Linked DNA regions of Zea mays: all the other regions are linked to region 1. Evidence: chromatin contacts called from public Hi-C data. All regions are on one chromosome and are shown on one strand. Each heading gives the region's core, a stretch centred on a gene start, on an enhancer-like site or on the middle of the called end of the contact. The rest is flanking DNA. Distances are from core to core; before and after follow the strand shown.

Region 1 (3,281 bases), core at 11-2,510:
CGATTTCTCATGGCCTTATGACAACACACGATGAGCGTGGATCCCAGGTTAGATTAAAAAGAAGTATAATGACTTTTTTTGCAAAAGGGGTGACAGTGGAAACCAGGTTTATAGCTAACTCGATCGTTCGTCCTACTTCATCTAGCGAGGTGGACATATGATACTATTCAGGAGTGCTGCGCTCCGTGCAGTTTTGCGTTATGTTGGGTTTTGTGTTTTCTCTTGTTTTATCTAGGAGGTAACGACACACGATGACAGTGGACCGCGAGTTAGATTAGAAAAAAAACATAAATATTTTTTAAAGGGACGACAATGAAAACTAGGAAAACTGATACTTTATAGGAGTAAAGATAGAGAAGAGAAGAAAAGAGATGTAGTCTTGATTAGTGTTTAGACTGTCTCGAGCAGATTACTTATCATATCTTCTATTATATCTCTCATTTTAAAATTTACTCTATAAATAATGTAATATATAGTGTAAAATAATGCTTTGTATGATCCAATGAAGACATCCTGTACATCTGTATCTAGTAAGGGATGAAAACAATCGGAAACAATATTTATTCGGTAATCAGTTTTTTGGTCGTTTTTCTTTGATTGCAAATAAATAGGATATAAAATCTACCATATAAATGTGTATTCTTATTTTTAACATTGAGATTGTAAAGATTTATAAAAGGTAAACCTTAAATTCATCTTATATCTTCTCAAATGATAGGTATAAATAAAATTTGGTATGGATTTAAAAACAAATTCGACAAATTTTTTATATTTTTATTGTAGGAAGTAAATAACACATAAAACAATTTATACAATATTTTATTCTTATTTATAATAATGAGCTTGATAGTATAATAAAAATCAACATAAAATTTTATGAATATTTATTTTAAAATATTAAATTTATCTAGCGGTTCTATTACCACTTTCATCTGCTTCCATCCAAACGACCCCGCTCTACGCCGTACGGCCGTACCTGTCCAGCGCGGAGGTTCAATGAATCCAGCTCGCCGCGTGCGGTGCAATGCAACTTGGCGCCACGGGTGTCGAGGGGCACGCGACGCCGAGGCCCCCGCCACGTCCCTTGGGCGCACCAAGGGACAAGGGTGCGCGCTCTCCTTTCCCCGATCCGGATTCATCCGCTCCGCCAGGCCGCGGCCACAGTGCCACACGCAAGCGGGCCAAGCTGCCAACCACCCTTTTCTCTCTCTACCCCCTATATTCCTCTCCCATCTCTTCGCCGTCTTCTTTTCCTCCCCTAGGTCGGTCTCCTCCCCTCTCCCCACCGAGGTTCCCCCTCCTTCCTTCGCTTCCTTTTTTCCCTGTCGCCGGCGGCGACAGGGTTCCGTTTTCCTTGCTCCGGCGGGCTGTAAATGCTTCCGGCCCTCTTCGGTGCCTCAGATCCGGTGGTGCTCGTTCTTCTGGTCTTGATTCGAGTGGGAGGGGAAGGGGTCGCTTCGGTGTTGGGTGACTCGGAGACATGCCTGCGCTCTACGCTTACGGAGGTGAGGGCGAAAAACATCCTCTTTATTCTTCTTTTCTTAGGAGCTCTGTCGATCGATTTGAGATTTTACGCTGGGAGGGAGGGATTACGTGTGGCATCCCGTTCTGATGGTTAATTGGTTGCTTCTTGGATGGACCAGATGACGGGTGCCTCGTCTCGGCGCCGGCTGAGCTGGCCGGACTCTTCTGCCGCGGCGCCGTGCAGCAGCGGAAGCGCACGCTAGTGGCCGCGTCCGCTGTGGCCGCCGCGGCCGCGGAGTGCGTGAGGGCGGCCAAGAAGCAGAGGCAGCTTCCGTCGCTCGACGCGCTCCCGGACGAGTGCCTCTTCGAGATCCTGCGCCGCGTGCCCGGCCGTCGCGGCGCCGCTGCCTGCGTCTCCCGCCGCTGGCTCGCGCTCCTCGGCAGCATCCGGGTCTCCGAGTTCGGCCAGGCCGCCGCGGCGGCGGACACCCCGTCGCTGCCGGACCTGAACGAGGAGTTCGTCATGGAGGAGGATAAGGAGGAGGTCCCCGCGGATCGGTGCGTTGACAGGGTCCTCGAGGGCAAGGAGGCCACCGACGTCCGCCTGGCCGCCATGGCCGTCGTCGCCGGATCCTGTGGCGGGCTGGAGAAGCTCTCCGTCCGTGGAAGCCACCCGGCCCGTGGCGTCACAGACCAAGGACTCTCGGCGGTTGCACGCGGCAGCCCCAACCTCAGCTCGCTCGCGCTCTGGGACGTGCCTCTTATCACCGACGCTGGACTTGTGGAGATCGCCGCCGGGTGCCCCTTGCTGGAGCGTCTGGATATTTCTCGATGCCCCCTCATCACAGACAAGGGCCTCGCCGCTTTTGCGCAGGGGTGCCCCGACTTGGTGTCTCTGACCATCGAGGCATGCTCTAGTGTTGGCGATGAGGGCTTGAGGGCAATTGGCCGCAGCTGCATGAAACTGCAAGCTGTGAACATCAAGAACTGTCCTCTTGTTGGTGACCAAGGCATCTCCAGCCTGGTGTGCTCTGCCACTGCTTCGCTTGCTAAGATCCGGCTCCAGGGACTGAACATAACTGATGCTTCACTTGCTGTGATTGGATACTACGGGAAGGCCATCACTGACCTTTCACTTACTCGTCTTGCTACTGTTGGTGAGAGGGGTTTCTGGGTGATGGCTAATGCTGCTGGCCTGCAGAATCTCAGGTGCATGAGTGTTACCTCTTGCCCTGGAGTCACTGATCTTGCGCTCGCTTCTATTGCCAAGTTCTGCCCAAGCTTGAAGAAGCTTTACCTGAGGAAGTGCGGACATGTGTCGGATGCTGGCCTTAAGGCCTTCACAGAATCAGCAAAGGTGTTTGAGAACTTACAGCTTGAGGAATGCAACCGTGTTACTCTTGTTGGTATTCTTGCTTTCCTCAACTGCAGCCAGAAGTTCAGGGCTCTCTCTTTGGTGAAATGCATGGGGATCAAGGATATCTGCTCTGTGCCACAACTTCCTTTTTGCCGTTCACTTCGTTTCCTTACAATCAAGGACTGCCCAGGTTTCACCAATGCAAGCTTGGCCGTGGTAGGGATGATTTGCCCTCAGTTGGAGCAGGTTGACTTGAGTGGTCTTGGTGAGGTCACTGATAATGGGCTTCTTCCATTGATCCAGTCTTCTGAATCTGGTCTGATCAAGGTTGACTTGAGTGGTTGCAAGAACATCACAGATGTGGCTGTCTCCTCTCTGGTGAAGCGACATGGAAAATCTCTGAAGAAAGTCAGCCTTGAGGGTTGCAGCAAGATAACAGATGCTAGCCTCTTCACCATGT
Region 2 (2,999 bases), core at 448-2,947, 150 kb before region 1:
AATAATATATTATGACAGAGAGTCTCTCACGTATAGGCCAACTCCTGAAATTGGTCACACACATGGCCAGATGTAAACTATTTGTTCTTATGGCTCCCGAATTCCAACCCTATAGGGTAGGCGCCGAGGGAGAACCACTGGTGGTTCATTGCCTCATTTTTATATGCTAAAGCAATAAAACCACTAATGGTTCATTCCCTGACATTATGTCCCTCATTTGTACAAACATAGGTCTTCTACTATGGCACCAGACTAGACAGCAGTGGATTGGAAAACGAAGACATAATTCTCAGGGTCAACAAAGTCAAGGACCAAAAATAAGGTTAGTTCTCCGAGTTCAATTTTTCTTATGGAACGTCTATGGTCTTGAATTTTTCTGTCTTTGCAGTGACCAAAATATTTCCTTGGTGTAGTAGTTTTTAGTTACGTGAAATACCTTCTTTGCTTCATGCATGGGAATGAACCAGTCGTGGGTTTTATCCACTGTTTAAATTGTCATTCGAAACATCACGAAGTTGTGATATATTGTGGTTATCGATGATATGCTATTTATATAGTAATATCCTTGCTACCATGTTGGTAATTTGACAGTGGCTCTCCAGCAGTTAGAAATCTTGTTTATAATACTTTGAAATTTAGGATAGCTTCTGATTGCCTTTTGAAACTAATATCTATCTGCATGGCGACTGCAGTTGTAATGCTACATACGAGAGCCTGCTCGGGAGCTCGAAACCATTTCCACAACCGATCCCTCTTGGTGTAAGATATCTTGAAAAGCTACACGACATCTTCCATTTGACATGTGCGTCCTGTTTAGACAATGCATTGATTTTCCTGGCTTGTCCGCTGTCAGGAAATGGTGGGTTTCCTCGTGATCAGCTGGGAGCAGGAAGGCCTATACGATTAGAGTTGGTTATTGGAAGTGTGCTGTTTCAAGTCATGAATCGCTGAAATGTACGCAACTTCTAGGCTGCGAAAGCTTGTGACCTCATGGATGTGGACTGTCTCGGAGACAGGATGACATCCCTCTTATGCAAATGTAAAATATTCTTTGTTATTTTATTACTAGTAATTGTGTTTACAGCGTTCAGTGTAGGAGTTCATTGTTTTATACTGAGTACAGTTCTCTCACGTTAGCTCGCGTAAAAGAAATCAGAACGTCTGCAGGGATGCCAGGGAACTAGATACTGGGAGCTGCCTTGAGCCTGATGGCCAAAATCGGGTCCAGTCCAGCCGATGTTTTTAGCTGTCATATGACTTGAGCAAGCATTTTACCTTACTTTTGTTTGCCAAACGTAAACATTGGCATGTCAGATTCTTTTTTAAGCTTCTCGTCTGAGTACAAAACCAAGAGATGACAGATTATTATTAATGAGAATAAAACCCAGATGAGGGATGCTAGTTAGATTCTGGAAATCGAACTCTCGCGCAACAGCGAGCACACCTGGCTCTGGCTGCAGCCTGCACTAGCAACCGGAGCCTAGCTCGGTTATCTGCATGTCAAATTCTGGGAGCAAAAGCAAGCAGACATCAATTGTGTACATTCTCAAATCTGCTTTCCATAGATCCTCAGCGCACCCAGAAGGTGATGGAAGAGGCCGTCTCCTTTCCAGACGCGTCTCCGGCCTTCTCAGCTTGCGTGTGTACGTGGCCGCCTCTGCCGCTTTATATGGACACCAATCGTCATCTCCATCTCTAAACAGACTAACAGAGTGAGGACACAAGGACGGTGACCAAGCAGAGTGACGACGACGCGACAATCAAGTCCGTAGCTCCGGCGGTAGACTTTGATATGGCTTTAGCTCGTCTGTGCCTCAACAGGGCCATCGCTGGCCGCGCGCAGGCGCTGGCGAGGCCGGCGCTCGCCGCAGCCCCGGCGACAGATCCGAAACTTCACTCGCTTCTCTCAACCTCGGCAGCCGACTCTGCCGCCTCAGGCGAGGCAAACCGCCGAGATGTCGCCGTGTCGGAGCGCTCCGCCCCCAATCGCCGCTGGGCATGGCGAGACCTCCGCGACTTCACCCCGTTCAGCCTCGTGGACGGTACGGCCTTAGCACCTGCCGCATTGAGCAACCCACGCCGGCCGGCCATGGACCCTGACTGACTAGTGACTAACGCCCGTGCATGCATCGACGCACGCAGGTCTCGGGAGCGCGCTGTCGCAGGTGGCGGAGACCCTGGGCCGCCCGCTGGAGCGCCTGGCGCCGTCGCGGCTGCTGTCCGGGAAGGTGCGCGAGGACGAGGCGCGGTACCGGCTGCGTTTCGAGGTGCCGGGCCTCGGCAAGGGCGACGTGCGCGTGGCCGTGGAGGACGGGGTGCTGGTCATCGAGGGCGAGAAGCGTGAGCACGGGGAGGAGGGCGACGGCGGCGAGTGGTGGTCGACCAGCGGGTACCACGCCAGCCTGCTGCTCCCGGACGACGCGCGCGCCGAGGGGATCACCGCCGAGGTGAAGGACGGCGTGCTGTACGTCACCGTGCCGCGCACCGGGGAGCGCAAGCGGAACGTCACCGAGGTGAAGGTGCAGTGATGCGTGTCGTGTCACTCAACTCTTGTGAGTGCTTCTTGTTTGTGAGCCCGTGACTGTTGTGTATTTTCTCCGGAAATAAAATACGTATCGTGTACAGAAAGCGAAAGCACGGCATAAAAGCATCCATCAAAATCGTACTGTGTAGAAGCATTGATGCGTAGAGATGGCCAATCGGACAGACGGCCCGGTTAGGTCACGGCCCGTTTAGCATGATTATTAGATTATTAGATGTACTGTGTCGGCACGGCATTAGTACCTGAACCCAGGCACGACATTAAGGCTCCTTAGCCGTGTTGTATCGGCACGGTAGGCCCGTTTAGCACTACACCACAGAATTTTAGTCAGACATTAACAAACACAGTTAAAATATACTAAAATAGCTAATATTGAGCTGTTTAGTGCAATGGCTGACTCATTAAAAACCTATCTAGGTAAAAACTCACCCTTGTGAGAAAACCCTAGATAAGAAAA
Region 3 (3,117 bases), core at 178-2,677, 250 kb after region 1:
CCAGGATTTGTGGGCATATATACTAAAACACTTAGTATATATACATTCCTTCTCCCAAGTTATTCTGATCTTGATAGAAAGGAAAGAAGCAACTTACTTGGACTCATCGGGCAATGCTGCATCAATTGGGGATGAGTGAGACTCATTCTTGCCAGCTTTCTGATAAAAGTGAAACAAGTCATGTAAGATCCGACTAGATTGGGCAGGAAGCTGATTTTAGATATCCATAACTAGTGAATATATTAAAAAAAGGTTCAACCCACTGGGGGTGACCTCCCCAGGGCCCAGGGCTGTGCTATTAGCCTATTAAGGTAGAAGACCTCAACCTTGCAGGCCGAGAAAAACACTCAGAGGGTCTTTTTAACCAGCCTAAATTCACTTCCACAGGGAGTTGAACCGAGGACCTAGAGGTGCTACTAAGGGACCTAGAACGATTCTGGGCCAGGTTGCTTATGTAATTTATATAAGGTTTGATCACCTGGAACGATTCCTAGGTGGAATCCTGGACAAACGAACAAGGCCTAAAGGACTTTCAACCACTAGGCTACAGGCTCTTTCACTGACTAGTGAAGATGTTGAAACAAACTGCATCATAATGTAGAACTGCTTACATTACTGCCGACACCAGAGTCACCATGGGACTCCTGGACAATGGGTGCCTTAGGAAAAGAAGAGTTGGGAGCTTTTCTCCTTGTCTGATTTTCATCTCCACTCCTTGGACTCTTAGATTTGACAGCCTTAGGTACATGGCTTTGATTCCCCTAAAATCACATCATAAACGAAATGGTAATCAGTACAACTGCAGATGGTATCATTTACTACCTATAGGTAGAAGATAGCCACAAAAAACATTACAAGACATCGCCGTCAAGAGCTCACCTTGGAAAGGCGAGGCTTCCTGCCTTCCAGGGGCGAGGTGGCCTCCCCGCCAGCCTCTTCTGGCGGGTTAATCACCTCGCTCTCACCTGAGTTGTCCTCATTGCCCTTCCTATGCTCTTCCTCACCCTGGCACCCTAAGCTAGGCATTGCGGGCGTCCCACTGGCCCCATCCTCGACGGCAACCGCCGCATCCGTTCCACAGATGATGTCATCAACCACATCGTCCATCTCGACCAAGCCGTCACTGATCCACCCGCCGAGGGAAACGAGGTACACCGTACACGCGAGATCTACGCACGAGAAATGCCGAATGCACGCAGATCTGGGCCAAGCAATCGCAAGACAAATGCCGGTGGCACCTATGGGTCCGGAGGGGGTGGGAGAAGGTGGAAAGATGGTTTCTTTACCTCGCCCGTGGACAGTGCTAGGGAATGGCGGTACGGAAGAGCACGACGACAGGGACAAAGGAGGCGGCGGCCCGCCGGCTTCCACGGAGAAGGCCGACTGTGGCAATGGAAGGAGAGGAGACAACGGGGGTGTAGGTGGTGGTGACTGTGTTTAGGCTGGAGGTGGTTACACGTTTCCAATCCCGCTGTCTTTTCAGTGTTTCCTTTTTCCGTTTGTTTTTCTATACTGTGTTTCCTTTTAGCTTTTTGTCTCCAGTTCTTAAATTCAAGATTCCCTGTGCTTAAATCCTTAGAAAATGAAGCTTGTGATCTAAAGTGAAAAAGTTTATCCATGTGTTTTAAAATAGTTGTCGAATCTCATTTCTAGAAATTAACTACTTTTATATTTAACAAATATATAAAAAAATGTTAATATTTATAATACATAATCCCTTTATTCTAATAATATATAGAGCATAATCATCTTTAGTTCAAAGACTAAAAAATATATTGAATTTTCTCTATTGAAATTAGTACTGCTGTAGTGATGTAGGTATACCTAGAAAAAGCATGCCTAATAAAAAATAGTTACCATCTTTAGTTAAATATAAGGTTTTTTTTGCTGAGCATGAATGTTATAGTAACTATTATTTAAAGATAGAGGTAGTAGATCGTTCAACAAATAAATATCTCTAAAATATAGTTAGTGATCGTTTGGATCCCTTTATTTTGAAGAAATTGAATCTACTTGTTGAGCACCAAAAGTGGTAGACGGTCAGCCCTTGGGCCCGGACAGTCCGTATGTCCCGCGATTAGATTATCCTTATCTCATGTGTGGTTATCTATTTAATCATGTGGGAGTGTTAGCTATCTCCTAGGAAAAGGTCCAAACGTCCTCCCCTATAAATATAAAGGGGTACGACATTGAGAACCTCGGGACACATTCCAATCGAACTTATCTACTTTATTTACTTTTCCTGCTATAGGAATAGATGTAGCGTAGCTTTAGTTGTAGCTTTCCGCATATCCACCTCTATTCGACTCTACGTCATCTAGATCCGTCCTAGGGTGGCCTGCCGACCTACTTCAATCAAGATATCTTTCTCAAATTGATCTCTTAATTTCTAGGCGACTCTACGTCGTCTGGATGCCCCGGGTGACTTGCTGACCCGAAGCACCCTAAGGTCTCTATCCCGTGGGGCGCGATTTAGGTCATACAAGGAGAAGAAAATGACCCTGCGCCATCGTGGACCGTTCGGCCCAGAGCTCGGACCGTCCGGACAGCATGCATGGAAGGCACCCGCTTCTGCCGCCAGGTCGCGGACCGTTCGGCCCAGAGCCGCCACAACAGCACCGTGGATCATTTTCGGCGACCTACATTATTTTCGGCGGCACATCCCTGGCCGCCGAAAATAAGATTGTTTTCGGCGACCACTGACACAGCCGCCGAAAATAAGGTTTTTAAAAACCGTCGGACCCTTCTTCTTCTCTATTCTTTCTCTCCTCTCCCAAACCCGCCGCTCGCCCGCCCGCCGGGCTGCCCGCCACTCCGAGCCGCCACCACTCCACCGTCGTTGTCGAGCCGCCGCATCGAGAGGTAAAATTTTTTTGCATATTTTATTTCTTATTTTCGGCGGTTGTTATTTAGTTGCCGCCCAAATTAGTATATATTTGTAATTGTGTTTGTTTGATTACTGTTTGTGATTAGTATTATTGTTTTAATTCGATTTCATTAATGTATTAGTGGTATATGTGATTTAAGAATTAGGGGCATATTGTATTTAGGCATTAATTTCATATTAATACGTGGTACTATTATATTATTAGTTTTATTAGTACATTATATTAGTAC

What was found. A called contact is a pair of places that touch in the nucleus more often than the background predicts.
Region 2: a Hi-C map of leaf shows a contact between it and region 1, with 6 times the contacts expected there. The contact joins the promoter of LOC100283886 here to the promoter of LOC100194025 in region 1. A contact is called at or near these places in 10 of 25 Hi-C or Micro-C datasets (bundle sheath, ear, endosperm and 2 more) and 1 of 3 datasets of contacts at active chromatin or transcription factors (leaf).
Region 3: a Hi-C map of bundle sheath shows a contact between it and region 1, with 3 times the contacts expected there. The contact joins the promoter of LOC100304261 here to the promoter of LOC100194025 in region 1. A contact is called at or near these places in 7 of 25 Hi-C or Micro-C datasets (bundle sheath, ear, endosperm and 2 more).

What each region holds. Positions count from the first base shown.
Region 1 is chr5:118,135,126-118,138,406 of Zm-B73-REFERENCE-NAM-5.0, forward strand. LOC100194025 (F-box family member) reads left to right here and starts at 1,261. Exons shown (of 2, transcript NM_001139088.2): 1 at 1,261-1,505; 2 at 1,644-3,281. The coding sequence starts at 1,481.
Region 2 is chr5:117,985,028-117,988,026 of Zm-B73-REFERENCE-NAM-5.0, forward strand. LOC100283886 (chloroplast small heat shock protein) reads left to right here and starts at 1,698. Exons shown (of 2, transcript NM_001156784.2): 1 at 1,698-2,042; 2 at 2,143-2,653. The coding sequence starts at 1,793. The coding sequence ends at 2,528. LOC100216795 reads left to right here. Exons shown (of 5, transcript NM_001143194.1): 3 at 232-322; 4 at 693-759; 5 at 854-1,284. The coding sequence ends at 907.
Region 3 is chr5:118,382,942-118,386,058 of Zm-B73-REFERENCE-NAM-5.0, forward strand. LOC100304261 (Protein WVD2-like 5) reads right to left here and starts at 1,428. Exons shown (of 7, transcript NM_001326605.1): 1 at 880-1,428; 2 at 612-761; 3 at 98-159. The coding sequence starts at 1,107.